2 separate regions of the Macaca mulatta genome follow, and region 2 is linked to region 1. Evidence: chromatin contacts called from public Hi-C data. All regions are on one chromosome and are shown on one strand. Each heading gives the region's core, a stretch centred on a gene start, on an enhancer-like site or on the middle of the called end of the contact. The rest is flanking DNA. Distances are from core to core; before and after follow the strand shown.

Evidence for each region. A called contact is a pair of places that touch in the nucleus more often than the background predicts.
Region 2: a Hi-C map of blood shows a contact between it and region 1, with 4 times the contacts expected there. The contact joins two enhancer-like sites. A contact is called at or near these places in 7 of 14 Hi-C or Micro-C datasets (CD4 T cells, blood, cortical neurons and 4 more).

Annotation. Positions count from the first base shown.
Region 1 is chr2:155,107,743-155,111,666 of T2T-MMU8v2.0, forward strand. All of the region lies in intron 5 of LOC704951 (intraflagellar transport protein 122 homolog), which reads left to right. Among named protein-coding and RNA genes, the nearest start is that of ACAD9, 22 kb to the left of the region's middle. Within about 2 kb of position 2,084, at least 11 of the 40 cell types and tissues checked have an H3K27ac peak or open chromatin away from gene starts, as enhancers often do. A contact at or near this core is called in blood, where this site is marked.
Region 2 is chr2:155,338,652-155,342,575 of T2T-MMU8v2.0, forward strand. It overlaps RPN1 (ribophorin I), which reads left to right. Exons shown (of 10, transcript NM_001195652.1): 10 at 1-327. Among named protein-coding and RNA genes, the nearest start is that of RPN1, 28 kb to the left of the region's middle. Within about 2 kb of position 2,245, at least 24 of the 40 cell types and tissues checked have an H3K27ac peak or open chromatin away from gene starts, as enhancers often do. A contact at or near this core is called in blood, where this site is marked.

The DNA of each region.
Region 1 (3,924 bases), core at 834-3,333:
GCATGGGACTCTGCACAAGGCCCCTGAACTAAGAGGAGGCCACAGCAGAAATGGGGCACTGAAGGGAGGAGTCACAGAATGGAGGAGGGCAGAACCACAGACAGGCGGCTGAGATTGACCTCCCGAATGCAGGCTTGTCTCCCCTCCGCCTCCTGCACCCCACGCAGATGGTGCTCACTGTAGGATTGCCATAAAACAGAGACACAAACCAGCAAGAAACTTTAGCCCTTAGCACCCCATCCTCAGGACAGAATTGCTCCTAAACATGTTGAAATACATCTGCTTAGACCTTTTCTGTGTGAATATGTAATGTATGCATAATATATAATTAGGAGCATGTGATTTTATAACATTTTTAAACAAAGGTGGAATCACACTGCAAATACTGTTTAATGACTTTTATGTGTGTAAGTATCACTACCTATAGATGGAACCTCAGATTTACTGTATTCCCTTAGCCTGGCCTGTAAACAAGACTTCTCATCCCTTCCTCTATGGCCATCTTCTCATTTCACCTCACATTCGGTTATGGCAGCCCTATCACTGTCTATGAAGTGCTGGCTATAAACTCGTCATCTGGCCTTTTCACTCAGCAATCTCCTGAAGCATGGTTCTGTGTCAGTAAATGTTCTTATCCAGCATGGCAAAATGTTAAGGTAATTGTAGACTCACATAAGTTGCAGGAAATAATATAGAGATGCCTTATACTCTTTGCCCAGTTTCCCACAATGATAACAGTGTGCAAAGCTACAGGACAATTTTCCCACCCTTGTTGGCATGTGTAACCGCCCCCCATAGTCATGGCACTGAACATGGCCACCACCACAAGGTGCCTAGTGTTGTGCCACCCTTTTACAGCCAGCACCCCTCCTTCCTGCCTGGGCCCCACTGCATTGTATTTACAACTGCATTTTGTCCTGTCTTGTGGATGTTCCATTACTGACAGACAGGCTGAACAAAGAGTGTGCAAAGAAGCCCGGAGCAGGAGAGAAGGCTCCCCAGCCTGGCTCTCGGTTGGCGCAGTTGCAGGCTGGCTCTGCCTTTCTTGGCTGCACTGTCCTGAAGCAGGAGATATAAGAAAAACAAGTAAAGGGAAAACAAGTCTAGCTGGAGCTATGATAACATTATCTGCAAGGCCAGGCAGGGGCCCCAAAGAAATGGGTTCCAAGAGCAGGGATGAGAAAAACAAGTTCTTAGTATCCCCCTGGAATTCTGTCCCCATGCCATCATTCTTTATTCTGCTCTTATAACTATTTTCATAACTATTTCTGCAAGTTTGCAAGGATTTTATAAGTTCCTGTTTTCCCATCTGTGCAGGATGGCAAAGGTCACAAGACACGTCTGAGTTGCAAAACCTGTCACAGTTTGATTAACTGCCTTTGTTCTACTTCCGTAAGCTTGATTTCCCCACCCCGCAATTTTCACACCACTAGCTAGCCACTCCCCTTCAGTCACCTGAATAAAAGTCAAGCCTGGTCTTTGTTCATTGCTCAGCCTCTGGATATTAACTCGCTGGGCCAGTGGCCACCTAAATGAAATCCTCCTGTTTCACCCATTGATCTCTCCAGTCTCCTGATTCCCACAACATTTTGGCGAGCCAGCCAGGAGCAGAGACAACAGGTTTACTGTCTCATTTGCCTGTGGGACTGGAGCCCCGGGCCAGCAGAGACCTGTGACCCCAGGTGCCATTGGTAGAACTTCAACCCGGAGGGGAGATCAGCTCTCCTGTGGTCTGGTGCCCCTACCTGACAGTGCAGCGGAACCTAAAGGGGCTACAGGATGATTCCAGGAACAGCACACTTCAGGACCGCAGTAAGGTTTGGGGCCCAAGGCAGGACCTGTCCCATAAGGGTAGAAGGGAACTTGATCAGCTCCTGGGGGTGCACCAAGTAGTCTGACCCAGGATACAAGAGTGGCTCACAAAGTCAGATGAAACTGACACCCAGAGCATACAAGTAATCTGACCTAGGACACGAGAGTGGCTCGCTATTTCTGATGAAACCTACACCCCAACCGACCCAGGATGCGAGAGTGGCTTGCTAAGTTGGTTGAGAAAGGAAACGGAGCAGGGAAGTGTGTGGGTGCATATGAAAGAGACGGTTCCAGGAGGAACCAACACAGGGAGTGATGTGTGGGGGTTGCAGGTCTCTTAGCGTAGACCGTACGCTCCAAGCAAAGTGTGGGACTGATCAGGACTAGTGGCGAACATCCTACATGAGCTACCACATATGGCTCAGGAATTACTAAATTGTGGGGGGATTAACAATCACTCCAAAGATAAGCAGCGTCTGAAAGACTCCTGCGAGGGAGATGATCTAATCAGTCTGAAGCGAAAGTGAGAGTGAGTGTGTTGTGCCAAAAAAGGAGGAAATGGGAGGGAAGTCGTCAAAACCCACCCCGTTAGAATGTACGTTAAAGAACTTTAAGAAAGGTTATAAGGGGGACTATGGAATCAAGTTGACCCCCCCAGAGGTTAAGAACTCTCTGTGAAATAGAATGGCCCTCTTTTGGTGTAGGGTGGCTGGCCTAAAGGACTATAGATAGATAAACAATTGGCCGTGTATATCAGGTGGTGACTAGGGTCAGAGAACAGCCAGGGCATCCAGACCCGTTCCCTTATATTGACTCATGGCTGAATGTAGCCCTGCCTATTAGCTTATTGCAGAACGCTAGTGGCTTGAGTCAAGCCAAAAGTGAAAGAGAATTCAGCTTCACTGTCAGCTACAGAGACAAAGGGAAAGCCACAGGAAAAACCAGTTTTGCAGGAACTACCAGAGGAGATAGAGACCCCTCCTCCCTACACTCCAATCTACCCACCCTTTACCAAGGCTGGCCCCTGAGCAGCCAGACTCAGATGGTGATACACCCCAGGCTACACCCCAGAGGGAGAAATCTGAGCCCTCACCCCAGGAGGTCAAGGAGGACAGTCAGAATGATCAAGCAGGCTGCCTCCAGTCTGGCTGCACCCAGGCTATGCAAATGCCTCTCAGGGAAACAAGGGGACCCCTTATTATAATGAACAGAGCCAAGTGCAAGGAGGAGAACAAACTTTCATTTACCAGCCTTTTTCAACCACTGATCTCCTAAACTGGAAACACCGTACTCCCTCCTACATGGAGAAGCACAAGCCCTCACAGATCTAATGCATTCCATCTTCCTGACACACAGTCCAACTTGGCCAGACTGCAAACAGCTCCTACTGGTGCTGTTTAACACTGAGGAGTGCCAGAGGGTAACCCAGGCAGCCCTCCACTGGTTAGAAGCCAACGCGCGAGAAGGCACACTTAATGTTCAGGCTTATGCTCAGGGCCAGTTCCGAGAAGCAGACCCTAACTGGGACCCAAATGATGCAGCCCAGTTTCAGCCCCTACAGAGGTACCAAGAAGCACTGGTGCAAGGATTAAGGGAGGGTAGAAAGAAGGCCATCGATACAGGAAAGATCTCAGAGGTGCTTCAGGGAATTGATGAAAGCCCTAGCCAGTTTTATGAGAGACTCTGTGAGGTGTTGCAGTTTTATACTCCCGCATTTGACCCTGAGGCCACTGAAAATCAGCACATGGTGAACACAGCATTTGTAGGAAAAGCCCAGGGGGACATTAGGGGGACGCTGCAAAAGCTAGAGGGCTTTGCAGGTGTGATTGCCACTCAGCTTTTAGAAGTGACCTGACCAAGGTGTATGTTAACCATGATCAGGAGGCAAAGAAGGAGGCTGATCAGAGACTCAGGAAAAAGACCGATTTGCTGGCAGCAGCACTTACAGAAGCGGGGGCAAGTGTCGTGAGAGGACGTGGACATAGGTGCAGACAAGGAAGAGGTCAAATCAGGCAAAGACCCAAGAATCAGGCAAGACTAGATAGGGACCAGTGTGCATGGTGCAAGAAGAAAGGACATGGGAAGAATGAATGTCCAGAAGGCAATGAGGGA
Region 2 (3,924 bases), core at 995-3,494, 230 kb after region 1:
GGTAGTGGGAGGTTGTGCATGGAGGCCAGTGAAGGCTGACATCTGTAAAAGGCCTTCAAGGAAGAGAAACCAGGCCCTGCCTCAGGCAGTGTGAGAAGCTTGCTGTTTGTCCTTAAATCTTTCCTTTTTTTAAAAAAAAAGAAAAAAAAACTCCAATTAAAAACAAAACATCTTTGTGTTTTGAACAAAGGAATTTTCAATATTTGATTGGTGTTCTGTTCTGAAGCTAGGGTATTTTTTCAGCCTATAAAGCCCCCTGTTTTATGCCCTTCTAATTCCTGATGTTTGGGTATTTTGTGAGTGCATGTGTTTTTTTTTTTTTTTTTTTTTTTTAAAGTGTGTGTGAACAAATGGAAATAAAGCAGGGACTGTGAACATTTGTTTTTGGTCTGTTGAAGATCTCTCATAATTCTTAATTTTGGGAATAGTGCTTTTATCAAGTGCTTTTTATTTACTAAATAATGGATTTGCTTCTCAGCAGGTTTGTAAGGCAAGTATTTACATTTTACTTATTAGAACACTGAGGTATTCTAGTACCAGAGTGTTGAAAGAGGTACCAGAGTGTTGAAAGAGGTGAAGTGGCTTAGGTCACAGAATGGAGTAGTGGAGTAAGGCCTCCGTTTTTGTAGTTTTTGCATCCTTCCTGTGAGTCATGTTTTACTCAGCATCAAGGCAACAGTGATGAGCAAAGCAGAGAGAGTTCCTCTCAAGGGGCAAGGGATTGAAAGGTCAGGTGGAGAATCAACAGTGCCAGTGAGTGCCAGGCTTTCTGCCCCTCTTTCCTCTCTGCAGGGGTTCACTCCCTGTCTCCACCTAATGAATTCCTGCTCAGCCTCATGCAACATCTTAAGGTTACTGTGTCAGGAAGCCATCCACAGCCTGCCACACTCAGTCGACTCCTGTGGTACCCTCTTGTTTTCCTTTGTACCTCTTCTCCACCTCATATACCACAGTTGGAATGTGTGTGATTACTGAACTAGCTTCAATAGGGCAGGAGTTTTATCTGATGTGCTCATCTTTATGTTAACAGCTAGGTGTTCAGACCAATCTATGACACGTAGTTGGGTTACTGAATGTTTGCATGAGTGGCTTACAAACAGCCTAAATATTGACAGGTGGGTTGAGGGATTACTGGGGAAGTCTGTAGAAGACCAGTTGTGAGGAACTGATACTGAATTCTGTTTCAGACATGGCAAAATGGAGGTGCTTGGGACATCCAAGTGGGAATGTCCCTGGGCAGGTGGATACTCAGGCCTGGAACTCTAAGGTCTGGTGTGACAGTGGTAAATGTGGGGTTGCTGGGCCTAGACAAGGTTATGGAAAAGGTGAGAAAGAGGCTGTGGCAGGGGACAGTGCCTAGGAAGGGTGTAGAATAAGAAGAGATCCAGAACTGAACATTAGGATGACGAAGTAATAGTGGCCACTTGGGTTGACAAAGACCAGGACTGTCCTCACCTGGGACGAGAAAGACCAGGACTACGTAGTGTCATGAAGCCAAGTGGAAAAATGTTTCCAGGAGTGAACCATCAGCGAATGCTGAAGAGACCGAGCAGTGCCTTTTGGCTATAGGGGTGGATCACTGAAGCCTTTTACGCATTGGTGACTTGAGAACTGTGTTGGTGTGGGGATGGGAATTGGACCGATGTGAGGCTTTCTTTGAATCCTGACAATGCATTTCGCAAACAGGCTGGGAATGGGATGAGTGAGGGCCTACAGAAGGATGTGCAGCTTGAATGTTCTATTCTAAGGTGGGAGACACCAAGTGTGTTGAATGCCACTGGGAAGGATCCAGTTGAAAATGAGAAGCTGAACATAGGGATTAAGAGATTGTGCAGGGGAAAATGGGGGATCCAAGGACAGTGGAAGAATGGGAGGAGCAAGAAGGAAGAACCTCCAGAATGGGGCTCTGCAGTAGGATCCCTGGATGGAAATCCCACGCCTGCCATTCCCTGTGACCTTAGGCAAGCCTTTCCGTGCAAAATGAAGCAGGGCTGTTACCTGCTTCCTAGGATGGCTGTATGCGTCACGTGCAGTCATAATGCAAGATGGCCTATAGCAAATGCTTGTTAAACAGTGACGGTCTCACCGAGCTCTGGCCCGAAAGCTGGGGGCGGAGGGTTGGTTCTGTCCTGGGGGTTGGAAGCCGTGGAGGCCACGTTTAACCAGTGTTCACAATGGTGTGCCCATGGACCTGGCCGCACGCACGCCCGGCCTCGGGAGCCCCTGCTGGAAGGTGCATACCCTGACCTGCCCGAGAGGCGTCCGCCGCAGCCCCTGCTTCCCTAGGGAACCCCTGGGCGGCTGCGCCTCACGGAGGGGGCCCTGTTTTACTGCGACTGCATACCACCTCGGGCCATTTGCCCAGCTGCTTCACCAGCTCTCTTCATCCTCTTACTCTCTCTGAAACTTTCTCTCCGTTTTTAGGAGCCGTCAGAAAGCTTGGCCGAAACCAAGAGAACTCGCTGGGCCCGCGTGCAGATTGGTGGGCGCCCTCTGCTGGGCCGGCGGGCCTCTCGCAGGCCTGAGGAGCCAGCTGCGCCTGCGCCCTGGTGTCCCTTCGTAACACTGCAGCGCGTCACTAGGGGTCGCCAGGGAGTATGGGCGAGCACGCAGGCGCAGACGGCGGGCTCTGGCTAGAAAAGTCGCGCATGCGTGGGGCTGCTCCTAATTTAAAGGCAGCGCGGCTCCAACATAACCAAAGCCAATTCTCCGGCTGTGGCGCCACCTACGGGTGTGGGCTCGTAAACGGCCGCCTCTGCCTGGACTAAGACTGGGTCTGGGGTCGGTGGGCTCAGGACCACTGGGCTGCTGAGGGGCTTAGCCATGGGGATCTGGGCTCTCAGCTGCCCTGGAAGGCCGCAGGGCTAGCTGGGTTGGCCAAGGCCGGTGGCTCCCCCAGCATCCTGTGCTGGGTGCATCCCTGGGCCCAGTGGGGCATCCAGCGCTGCCCTCCCCGCCTATGGCCTCACATCCGTTGCTTGCTGGGACGGAGCGCCCTAGGCCACGCGCAGCCCTGCGCTTCCCTGATCCTCGGTTTCCCCAGTTGTAAACAGGGCCTCAGTTTCCCCCTTGTAAATCTCAGAGAGGAGGTCAAGTGGGGCCCTAGGTGTAAAGCCAGGTTCAGGCCGGGCATCCCTTGGCTCAAGGTGACATGCCCCAGACACCTGACACCTCTCACTTAGTCTCAGACCCAGCGTACCTTCTCTGTGGCTCTCATGTGGCCGTATAGGAGTGACCCACCCACTGCCACTCCCATTCAGATCCCCAGGCCACAGTGCCTGTTGTCCAGCATTGGCCAAGATGCCTGACCCTAGTGGCCTGGTCCTGGCAGCCTCCATGGCTGCAGCTTTGGGATGTCCCTGTAGCCATAGGTGGCCGCATGGCAGGCCCCCAGCCTTGAACCTGAACCCTGGCTCAGGGAGGGGAAAACACGGCTGAAGAAGGGCTGGGTGTCACTTTCTCTCTTCCATTTGTCTTGGAGGCTGTCATGGGAGAAAACCCCAAAGGACTCAGCGCACCCTCACAGTTTCACCACAAGTATCCTGACCGGGCGTCTGGTGCCGAGCTGATAGTGCAGGCCCCGGCCGCAGCCCCGCCGGAAGCCCATGCTGCCAGCGGTTGGGGGCCGCAGGCTCAGACAGGAAATGCCCCCAAGTGTACCCCAGGGCCCTCTGCAAAGGCCTGATGCTTTGGATGAGGCCCGGCGCCATTTTGAAGCTGGGCCTGACTCTGGGACCCTGGCCTGGTTCTGGGGCTGGTGACCTGAGATCTGGGGACTGCTTTGTCACCTGCCTGGACAGGTATGGGAGATGACAGGGAAGGAAGAGAGAATATTCAAACTCGGCTAGCCCTGAAGCGAAAGCTGAATGATGCAGCCTGTCGCCTACCATGGCCAAACCCTTCATGGTGCCCCCAGCCCAGCCC